Linked DNA regions of Macaca mulatta: region 2 is linked to region 1. A link is a contact called in public Hi-C data. All regions are on one chromosome and are shown on one strand. Each heading gives the region's core, a stretch centred on a gene start, on an enhancer-like site or on the middle of the called end of the contact. The rest is flanking DNA. Distances are from core to core; before and after follow the strand shown.

Region 1 (5,479 bases), core at 2,155-4,654:
GGGACTACAGGGGCCCGCCACCACGCCTGGCTAATTCTTTTGTATTTTTAGTAGAGATGGGGTTTCACCGTGTTAGCCAGGATGGTCTTGATCTCCTGACCTCATGATCCACCTGCCTCGACCTCCTGAAATGCTGGGATTACAGGCATGAGCCACAGTGCCCGGCGGTTTTTTTTTTTTTTTTTTTTTTTTTTGAGACAGAGTCTCGTTGTCGCCCAAGCTGGAGTGCAATGGTGTGATCTCAGCTCACTGCCATCTCTGCCTCAGCCTCCCAAGTAGCTGGGATTATAGGCGCCTGCAACCACACCTGGCTAATTTTTGCATTTTTAGTAGAGACAGGGTTTTGGCATGTTGGTCAGGCTGGTCTTTTTTGTTTTTTGAGATGGAGTTTTGCTCTGTCGCCCTGGCTGGAATGCAGTGGTACAATCTTGAGTTACTGCAACCTCCGCCTCCGGGGTTCAAACGATTCTCCTGCCTCAGCCTCCAGAGAAGCTGGGACTACAGGGGCATGCCACCATGCCCAGCTAATGGTTGTATTTTTTAGTAAAGACAGGGTTTCACCATGTTGGCCAGGCTGGTCTTAAACTCCTGACCTCAAGTGATCTGCCCGCCTTGGCCTCCCAAAATGCTGGGATTACAGGCGTGAGTCACCGCACCCGGCCCTTTTTTGTTTTTTTAAGACAGAGTCTTGCTCTGTCGCCCAGGCTGGAGTGCAGTGGTGCAATCTTGGCTAACTGCACTCTCTGACTCCCGGGTTCAAGCGATTCTTGTGCCTCAGCCTCTTGAGTAGCTGGGATTACAGATGCCCGCCACCATGCCTGGCTAAGTTTTGTATTTTTAGTAGAGAATAGCTGGGTGTCTCTACTGGGTATTGTCCAGGCTGGGTTTCACCATGTTGGCCAGACTGGGTTATCACGTTGTGTTCTTTTCCTCATAGAACTCGTCATAATTCCACATCTTCTAATATGAGATTACTGATGTACTGTCAATCTCCTTCCACGGTGAAGGCGGAAACCTTTCTGCCTTGTTCCAGGCCATATCTCGATTCTAGAAGACCTAGCACATAGGTGATGTTCATACATCTGTCATGAGGTCATGTGCAGTGGTTCAACCTGTAACCCCAGTGCTGTGGGAGGGTGAGGCAAGTGAATCACTTGAGACTAGGAGTTTGAGACCAGCCTGGGCAACAACAGCGAGATATCCCACCTCTATAAAAAATAAAAATTAGCCAGGCTGGGTAGTGGCGCACGCCTGTAGATCCAGCTACTCGGAAGGCTGAGGTAGGAGGATCGTTTGAGCTCCTTGGGCTGCAGTGAGCTATGATCACATCACTACACTCCAGCCTCGGCAACAAAGTGAGACCCTTTCTCTTAAAAAAATGACTGTCCTGGTCTAGGGCTCATCGCCTCTTGCCTGGTCTAGGTGTACCCTGCCCCATTCTCTCAGTGATCCATCCAATCCATCCTGTAGACACAGTGATCTTTCCAACACTCACCTCTGGTCAGGTCTTCTGTCCAAACTCTCCATCACGCTCTAGCCCTAATCCTATCTTCATGGGTTCATCTCCCACCCCTCTCCTCCACAGCCCTATCACTCATCCAACACATGCCTGTTGAGTGCCTACTATGCACTGGGCACTTGGGACACATCAGAAAAAACAGACCCCAAATCCCTGATTTTTCCCAAGAAGATTACACTGAAGGAGCGTCAGATTCTCCCTGAATTGAACTTACCCTATCTTGCCTCACTGCCCCTGCAAATGTATTTCCCATGTCTGGAATGCCACAGGCAGGTCCTCTACGGAATACCTTCCTTTCAGCCCCAGAGGCAGAGGAAAAGGGTTGTTGGGCCGGGCGTGGTGGCTCACCCTTGTAATCCCAGCACTTTGGGAGATCAAGGCAGGTGGATCACCTGAGGTCAGGAGTTCGAGACTAGCCTGACCAATACGGTGGAACCACTAAAAATACAAAAATTAGCCAGGCGTCTGTAGTCCCAGCTACTCAGGAGGCTGAGGCAGAATTGTTTAAACCCGGGAGATCGATGTTGCAGTGAGCCGAGATCAAGCCACTGCACTCCAGCCTGGGCGACAGAGACTCTGTCTCAAAAAAAAAAAAAAAAAAAAAAAAAAAAAGGAAAAGGGTTGTTGCCACTACTTCTTCCTAGATGGGACCTACCCTGCTGCTTTCACACCTCACACCTCTGTCTTCCAGGAGGCTGGGTGCCCCTAGAGGGCAGGGACCCGTGAGTCCTTTCTGCATCCCCGACAACAGCAAAGAGCCTTGCAATGAGGAGAGGAAATTGAACCCATGAATGTTTGAAGACCAAATAAATGCTCCCCTCCCCTCCCCCACAACTCAGACTCTACCAGGAAGCTTTCCATCTACTTACAAGAGTTCTGCGAGCTCCCCCACTTCCCCGACCAAGGCCAGGAGGAGGTTCCGAGGCTGATGGAACTGTTCCCAGTCTCGTTCTGCAGCAAACTCGGCATGGAGGCGGCGACTGAAACAGGACAAAGGCGTGTAAGTCCAAGTCTCAGGGTTAGAGAGTGAAGCAGGGCCCAGAGGCAGCTACCCCAGTAGTATGTAACGGGGGCCTGGGACCAGGAGATTCTGCAACTAATTCATTGGATGGTATTGTGCAGGTCATTTCCTCTTTCCGGAACTTGGTTCCCTCATCTATAAAATGGGCGTGCCCCTGAGCTGCCCTTAACATCTTGCCAAATGTAACAAAACCCTCTTCATTATTCCATCTCCTGCTGCTACTTCTGCAGTTTCTTTCCTCCACCTGGAATCGCCGCACATCAAAATCCAATTTCTCTTACAGAAGGCAGTTCCACAGGCCCTTCCTCTAAGAAGCTTTTCTTGACCTCCTCCAGCAAGAAATAACCTCTCCCACCTCTCAGCACACCATTTGCCCCTCTCGTACGCCCTGCGCCTGGAGAGCAGAGGCGGTATCTGGTGCCGGTATCTGCCCAGGGCTAGGCTGAAGGGCGTTCCTAGTGATCACTCGGGGCCACGACCCAATTTCCCTTCTCTCAGGTGTGCACCGCTGCGCCCATTTTGCAGATGAGGCAAGAAGGCTCGCCCAGGGACAGCCCGCAGAGCCAGGACCCGAGCCCCGCTGCCAGCCCGCTTCCCGACCACATGCAGGAACCCTCCCCAAAACGCGGGAGAAAGGGGAGACTTCCCCACCCCGAGCTGGGCCAGGCCTGCTTACATGTCCTCAAGCGTGGGCTCCGGGCTGAAGCTGAACCGGCCGGGAGCAGCAGTGTCCTCTCCCGCCGTGTCTCCACGAATCTCCCCACCGGCCACAGACATGCCGCCCACCCGCTGCAGCCGCGACTGCACGGAAACCCACGCGCCACGCTGGAAGCCCCGCCTCCAGAGCTCTGACCAATTACGGGCGTTCTCTTTTGCCTCACGGGGCGGAGCCTGAGTAAAGAGACCAGTGACTTTTGTGGAGTTTGCTACAGCCCGCCCCTTCCCTCACTGGACCAATCTGAGGGAGCTTCAAGCGCGCGCTCTAGTCTTAGGCCCTGGAATTCTTCCGCTAGGCCCTGCGTCTTAAAGGTATAGGTACCAATTCGACTCGGGGAAGAGACGAAGAGCAGAGGACGCGGGAAGCGCAGGCGCGTCACTTCTTTTATGGGCTCCAGAGGGCGCCAAAGCGAAATGGCGGCAGAAGAGGGCCTGCCAGGTGGAAAACCCTATAAATGAAAGGTCCTATGCATAGATATTAAATCTCTCAGGGCTTAAGGACATTGAGAACCTTCGAGGCCAACCCCCCCACTATTTGGATGGGATTGAAGGGGAAGAGTGGAGTAAGATCAGGCCACAGTAGGACTTCAGCTCCCTGCCATCGCTGTGTCCTGTGGTTGAAACGATGGAGGGCGCCCCATTCCTGTCCTAAGGAAAGTAATAGGCCCCAGCGCAGAGTACATTGCCCTGAAACACGTGGCCTGTTATGGTCTGGCCTGTGCCGTCCTCTCCAGCCTCATGGGTCCCGAGCACCTCCTCCACCCCACACACTGGAACTCCAGGCTCACTCACACCTGGGAATATGCGAGGTGGCGAGTCACAGAGTTGCTGCTTTCAAATCAGAACCACTGAATTATTGGCCATGGGAGAAGCAGAGATCTTTATGAAACCCTAGAACAGGTGTAGTCTTGTAAAGAATGATTTATTATTGTACCCTTATTAGGGCTACTATCTCTGATTTCCACATGTTTAAAGAGGCTTCCAGCTTGGTGGAAGTGAAAGCGTAAGAAAGTGCAGGAAAAGGCAGAGTCAGATTTTGGAAATTAAAATCCCAAGGCTGTGACAATTGCAATTCTACGTATATGCCCTAGAGAAACTAATGAATATGTGCAGAGAGACACATGCAAGAAGTTCATTACAGTTTTGTTTCTAAGAGTGAAAACAATTGAAAATAAAATGACTATCAACGGAAGAATGGGTACATGGAGGTATATTTATACAAATGATATTATCCAGCAGCCAAAATTGGATACATGCAACAGAAACAAGTTTAAACTGATTTTAGCGAGAAAAAAAAATCTATTATTTTTATTTTTTTAAGTTTTTGTAGAGACAGGGTTTCACCATGTTGCCTAGGCCGGTCTTGAACCAGGACTGCTGGATTGGGCTCTAGCAATCCTCCTGCTTCGGCCTCCCGAAGAGCTGGAATTACAGGCATGAGCCACCCCCACCGGCCAAAAGGAATTTATTTTAAGGATACAAGAGTGTCTTTAGAATACAGTGAGACCTCAGGAATGAACTGGAACTGGGGTAGCTGTTTTAAGCATTTTACATATTTATCCTCATAGCAACTGATTTAATCCTCACAACAACCCGATATGGTAGGTAATATTGTTGTCATCCCCATTTTAAAGATAAGGAAACTGAGAGGTTAAATAACTTGACAGCTAGTAAAGTGGTAGAGCCGGCGTCAAATCCAGGCAGTTTGGCTTCACAGTCTGTTGTTAGATGCTATGATGTATTGCCTGAAATGGCGATAAATATTATGAAAAAAAAATGTGACTGTATTTTAAATACTATGAAAGGCTGGGCATAGTGGCTCACGTTTGTAATCCTAGCACTTTGGGAGGGCAAGGTGGGTGGATCACTTGAGGTCAGGAGTTTGTCAAGACCAGCCTGGGCAATATGGTGAAACCCTGTCTCTATTAAAAACACAAACTTAGCTGAGTGTGGTGGTGCACGCCTGTAGTCCCAGCTACTCGGGACTGAGAGGCATGAGAATCGCTTGAACCTGAGAGATGGAGGTTGCAGTGAGCCGAGATTGTGCCACTGTTCTCTAGCCTGGGTGACAAAGCAAGACCCTGTCTCAAAAAAAAAAAAAAATCTGGGCATGGTGGTGCACACCTGTGGTCCCAGCTACTTGGGAGGCTAAGGTGGGAGGATCACCTGAGTCTAGGAAGGTCAAGCCTGCAGTAAGACATGATTACGTCACTGCTCTGCAG
Region 2 (5,172 bases), core at 1,866-4,365, 110 kb after region 1:
GGAGTTGGAGTCTGGCTTCTGGGCCCTAAATAAGCTTTACAAACTTCAAAGCACTCAGAGACCTCTAGGTAATAATCATGGCACCTTTAATTGGCATACTCAGGGCCAAGATCTGGCTGTCAGTCTGGGCTGAGAACTGGTGTTGCAAGCTGGGCTTTCCCCAGGCTGTGTTGAGGGTTAGGGGAGGGGACTGGGATGTACACTGGAAATTAAAACCTGGTACAAAGGTATCTCCTACTGCCAAGGTACCTCTTCTCACCCCATGTGTCCCTGTGATAAGGTGACACATGAGTCAACCCACCCCAGAAAAGCTGAGGGAGAGAGACCTTGGTGGGGTTGGATTGGAGATGAGGTTGGAATAAAGTCAGTTCATTACTTCACTTGACACAGTGTCTTGTCTCCAAAACTTCTACCTCCTTCCAGGTTGACAAATCTGGTTTCTTCCTCCCTGGGTAGGCCAGACACAGGGCTGAGCTGGGTGACAGGCGAGGGTGCACAGGCCAGCAGAGGTCACAGGCCCTTGCTCTCCTTGGGCAGGTGCTGCCCATGGCTGGACTCTGCCCACAAAGGAATTAGTGGTAGATGGATAATGGAGTCGTGAAGTGCTGGGGGGATTCTGTGTAGAGCTTGGGGATACAGATGGGTACAGTTGCCACTGGCTACAAATCTAACACCAGGTGTTCCTGGCCTAGTCCTCTCTGCCCGAGATGGCACATACTTAAAGACAGCAAAGATGGCGCGTACCTAAAGACAGGAAAGATGCAAGGACTGTTTTGACACAGACATGGGTTCAAGAAATACTTCCCTTTCTTCTTTGCTGTACTTTAAACACCAAAAACACTAGAAGCAAGCAATGATGAATGGCAACGCGTGCTTGGTCAGGAGCTGATGGGATGAGTGGCCACGGTAAGTTGGGAGTTCTGGCTCCGGCCCAGCTCCCAACAACAGCGACTTTCTGAGAGCCTAGGTGGACTTGCAAAATCTTTGGATTTTTCTAGAGATGCCAGAAACCTGGATTTTGGTGCAAAATAACCTTTTAAATCTTCACCACTAATTGTTATCACTTAAAAACACTGCCTGGCCGGGCGCGGTGGCTCAAGCCTGTAATCCCAGCACTTTGGGAGGCCGAGATGGGCGGATCACGAGTTCAGGAGATCGAGACCATCCTGGCTAACCCGGTGAAACCCCGTCTCTACTAAAAAATACAAAAAAAAATTAGCCGGGCGAGGTGGCGGGCGCCTGTAGTCCCAGCTACTCGGGAGGCTGAGGCAGGAGAATGGCGTGAACCCGGGAGGCGGGGCTTGCAGTGAGCTGAGATCTGGCCACTGCACTCCAGCCTGGGCAACAGAGCTAGACTCCGTCTCAAAAAAAAAAAAAAAAAAAAAAAAAAAAAAAAAAAAAAAAAAACACTGCCTGGGCCCAAATCAATACAGCAACTGCAGGCCAGATCCAGTACAGGGCCACTGGTTTTTTAAGTTGTGCAGCAAAAAGACAATGGAGGCCAGTGCGGTGGCTCCCCTGTAATCCCAGCACTTTGGGAGGCCAAGGTGGGCAAATTGCTTGAACCCAGGAGTTTGAGACCAGCCTGATCAACATAGTGGGAACCCCATCTCTGCAAAAAAAACTAAAACTTAGCCAGGCGTAGTGTAGCCCACCTGTAGTCTCAGCCATCTGAGAGGCTGGGGCAGGAGGATTCCTTGAGCCCAGAAGGTCTAGGCTGCAGTGAGCCCAGTTCACACCACTGCATTCCAGCCTGGGTGATGAGCAAGATGCTGTCTTAAAAATATGTAAATAAATAAACAGACAATGGGTATTGTGCTGTGGGAGGGTCAAAGAATAAAAAAGAAAAGGCCAGGTGAGGTGGCTTACGCCTGTAATCCCAGCACTTTGGGAGGCAGAGGTGGGTGGATCACCTGAGGGCAGGAATTCGAGACCAGCCTAGCCAACATGGTGAAACCCCATCTCTACTAAAAACACAAAAATTAGCCAGGCATAGTGTGCCTGTAATTCCAGCTACTCAGGTGGCTGAGGCAGGAGAATCGATTGAATCCAGGAGGCGGACATTGCAGTGAGCGAAGATTGCACCATTGCACTTCCAGCCTGGGCAACAAGAGCAAAACTCCATCTCAAAAAATTAAAAAAGTAAAAAGAAAAAACAGAGAAAACAAGGTTCTCCTCTACCTCAATCCTCTTAGCACCTTTGGGAGGAGAAACAGCTTTTGCTTCCCGGTATGGAGGTCTGGGGGGTTCTCACCTCAGCCCTGCCTCAGCAAAGGTGGCCTTGGAGAGCCCAGGGCAGCAGGGAGCAAGGTGCTGGCAGAAGAGGCTGTTGAGTGCCCACGTTCAGAATGTCCACACCCCAGGCCAGCTCTTGCCGTGGATTCTGGGACCTCCCTGCAGGCCGCTGCAGAGGTTCGGGCCCCTGAGCCCATCTCGGGCCTCCCGCAATGTCTAGATAGTCACTTTTGAGGCCTTCATCCACATTCCTGGAATATCTCTGGGTACAGCTGGAAGCCCACGGGTGGGTCCAGGTCCCCGCGGCCAGGGATCAGGGTCACAGACAGCCCCCCAGGGCGCCGGCCCCTGCGCCCCTCGCCGATGGACCCACTGGTGCTTGGCCATGCCAGTCTTCAGGCCGAAGCAGCGGCCACACTGTGGGCACCGGTAGGGCTTCTCGCCGGTGTGGACGCGCAGGTGCGAAGTCAGAGCCGTGCGGCGCATGAAGGCCCTGCCACACTCGGAACAGCGGTGGGGCCGCTCCCCACGATGGATGGCCCGGTGTTTGCTCAGGGAGGAAGCATGGCCAAAGCCCTTGCCACAGTCTGCGCAGTAGAAGGGCTTCTCGCCCCTGTGGCTGTAGATGTGCTCCACCAGCGTGGAGCGCCAGGCGAAGCTCTTCCCGCACACGTAGCAGCCGTGACGCTGGTCCGCTCGGGGGACAAGGGGGTGGACAAAAAAGCGGGGGCGACTCCGGCGCCGCGCCTTGGACAGCTGCTCCAACCTGGTAAAGGGGGCTTGGGGAACCTTCAGCCCAGGAGACCCGGCGGTCACAGGGACAGGCTTCTCCAGGGCTCCCATCCCTTCCCTTTGTCTTTCCTCTTCCTCGTTTCTGGAATCTGCTGGGAGATAAAGACAAGAGAGTTCAGGCTCGGCTCATCCTGGTCCTTGAATCCCACAGCCCGCGTGGACAGGGACAGGCCTGCTGGACCCCCGGCTGCCCCTGGGAGATAGAGCAGTGACACCTGTTCCTCGGCTGCTGAGCCAGACAGAGCCAGGAGGGAGAAACAGTCCATTCCGCCTCGGGACTGGGGAAATGTCACCGCATGGAAGGGCAGAGATGACATGAACATCTGGGCCTGATCCAGAAGGAGGAGCGGACACCTGGCGATATTCTAGGCAGAAGGAACAGCACCAAGAAAGGCAGAACCAGGCGGGCATGGCCAAGTTCAGTGGGGCTGGATACTCTGCAAAGGCTGAGGCAAGAACTTAAGGAAGGAAATGGGAGGGCGGGGTGGGGGGCGCCTAGGGGGCATAGGAACCATCCTGCAGGAAAACGACTGGGGCGGGGGTCATGATGTGGAGGTAGAGCCAACGGAACTTAGAGGCCAGGCGCGGTGGCTCATGACTGTGATCCCAGTGCTTTGGGAGGCCGAGATAGAGGATGGCTAGAGTTCGAGACCAGCCCGGGCAACACACCAGGACCTCCACCTCTTTAAAAAAAATTTTTAATTAAAAAAAAAAAAAAACAGCCAGGCGTGGTGCCTAGTGCCTTTACAGTCTTAGGTACTCTGGAGGCCCAGGCGGGAGGATTGCTTGATCCGATTGCTTGAGCCCGGGAGTTCGAGGCTGCAGTGAGCTATGATGGCACCACTGCACCTCAGTCTGGGCAACAGAGACCCTATCTCTAAAGCAAAACAAAAAAGCCCCCAGAGTGTAGTGACCACGCAGAGGTGAGGACTTAGAGGCGGGTATGGCAGGGCCAGAGCCCCCATCACAGCCCCTTTCTAGGCTGCATCCGGGGCCAAGGCAAGGTCTCACCCTGCTGGCCGTAGTTGAGAAGGCAGTTCAGAGAGGAAACTGCTAAGCAGGTAGCTGGAGGTGGCAGAGGAAACCGGGATGGGACAGGAACAGAGAAGTCCCCATGGGACTTAGCACCCGATACTCCACCTGGGTCCGTTTCTGTCGGACACTTCGTCACCTCCGGATCCCGGGCAGCTGGATCCCATAGTTCGGCCTCCTCCTCCACCCAGGAGATGAGCGCCGGCTTGCTGCCTCCGACTCCTGGGGGAGAAGAACGCAAACCCCACGCTGTGGGGAGGCCGCCTGCCCGGCCCCGGGACCCCCAACTCCACGCGCAGCTCCCAGAGGCGCGGCAGGGCGTGTGGGGGCGCAGGGCCCAGGTGAGCAGGTGGGGCTCTCACCGAGCGCGCCCAGGTGGCCGTAGGTCTCCCGCATCACGTCCCGGTACAGGGCCCTCTGCGCGGGTCGCAGGCAGCCCCACTCCTCCCGAGAGAAGTACACGGCCACGTCGGCGAAGCTCACGGTCCTGGGCTTTCTCCACTCGGGTACTGCCCCGTTTGGATCCCGAGAAGGGAGCGGGGCCAGAGGCGGCGCCATGGGGACTGTCAGCCCCAGCGACGAATCGGTCACCTCCCCTGGCCGGGCCTGGGCATACGGAACCTCCCGCGCCCGAGAACACCTCCCCGGCCCAGTCCCAAGGGAAGGAGGGAGGTCACTATAACCCCCGAGGGCCCACTAGAGGGGATGGAAACTAAGGGCCGATGGCTGCGAGTCCATAGTCAGAACTGGACTATTTCTTCAAAAAAAACTGCGGCTGCGCGACCTCTCGACCTTTGCCCCTGCGCAATTGTACCCAGGACGGCGCCCCCCGCCCCCACCCCCAGGCAGCGGTCTCTCCGTGCCCTAATCAAAAATGGCCGTTGCGGCTACAGGCGCCGGCCTTGAAAACCAACCGAGTATGCTCTGGCCCCGCCCGGTGAGGCCGCACAGCTCAGAGCTCAGCCCGGGTTTGCAGAAACAAAGGAGCCTCCCACGGAAGGGAACCGTCGTGAACTCAGAAGTTAGTTTTCGTCCCTGGACCTTTTTAGAATCGGGCTCCAGCCCATCACCCTCTCGTTTTGTCCTCAGGAACGGCGGCAGCAGTCTCTTCCC

Evidence for each region. A called contact is a pair of places that touch in the nucleus more often than the background predicts.
Region 2: a Hi-C map of liver shows a contact between it and region 1, with 6 times the contacts expected there. The contact joins the promoter of ZNF768 here to the promoter of DCTPP1 in region 1. A contact is called at or near these places in 6 of 14 Hi-C or Micro-C datasets (CD4 T cells, blood, cortical neurons and 3 more).

Annotation. Positions count from the first base shown.
Region 1 is chr20:29,030,418-29,035,896 of T2T-MMU8v2.0, forward strand. DCTPP1 (dCTP pyrophosphatase 1) reads right to left here and starts at 3,405. Exons shown (of 3, transcript NM_001194491.2): 1 at 3,217-3,405; 2 at 2,389-2,499. The coding sequence starts at 3,317. It overlaps LOC144337986 (a long non-coding RNA gene), which reads left to right. Exons shown (of 2, transcript XR_013411693.1): 2 at 2,079-4,449.
Region 2 is chr20:29,144,143-29,149,314 of T2T-MMU8v2.0, forward strand. ZNF768 (zinc finger protein 768) reads right to left here and starts at 3,116. Exons shown (of 2, transcript XM_077985816.1): 1 at 2,255-3,116. ZNF747 (zinc finger protein 747) reads right to left here and starts at 4,820. Exons shown (of 4, transcript XM_028841562.2): 1 at 4,422-4,820; 2 at 4,168-4,281; 3 at 2,600-3,119; 4 at 2,236-2,598. The coding sequence starts at 4,617. The coding sequence ends at 2,475.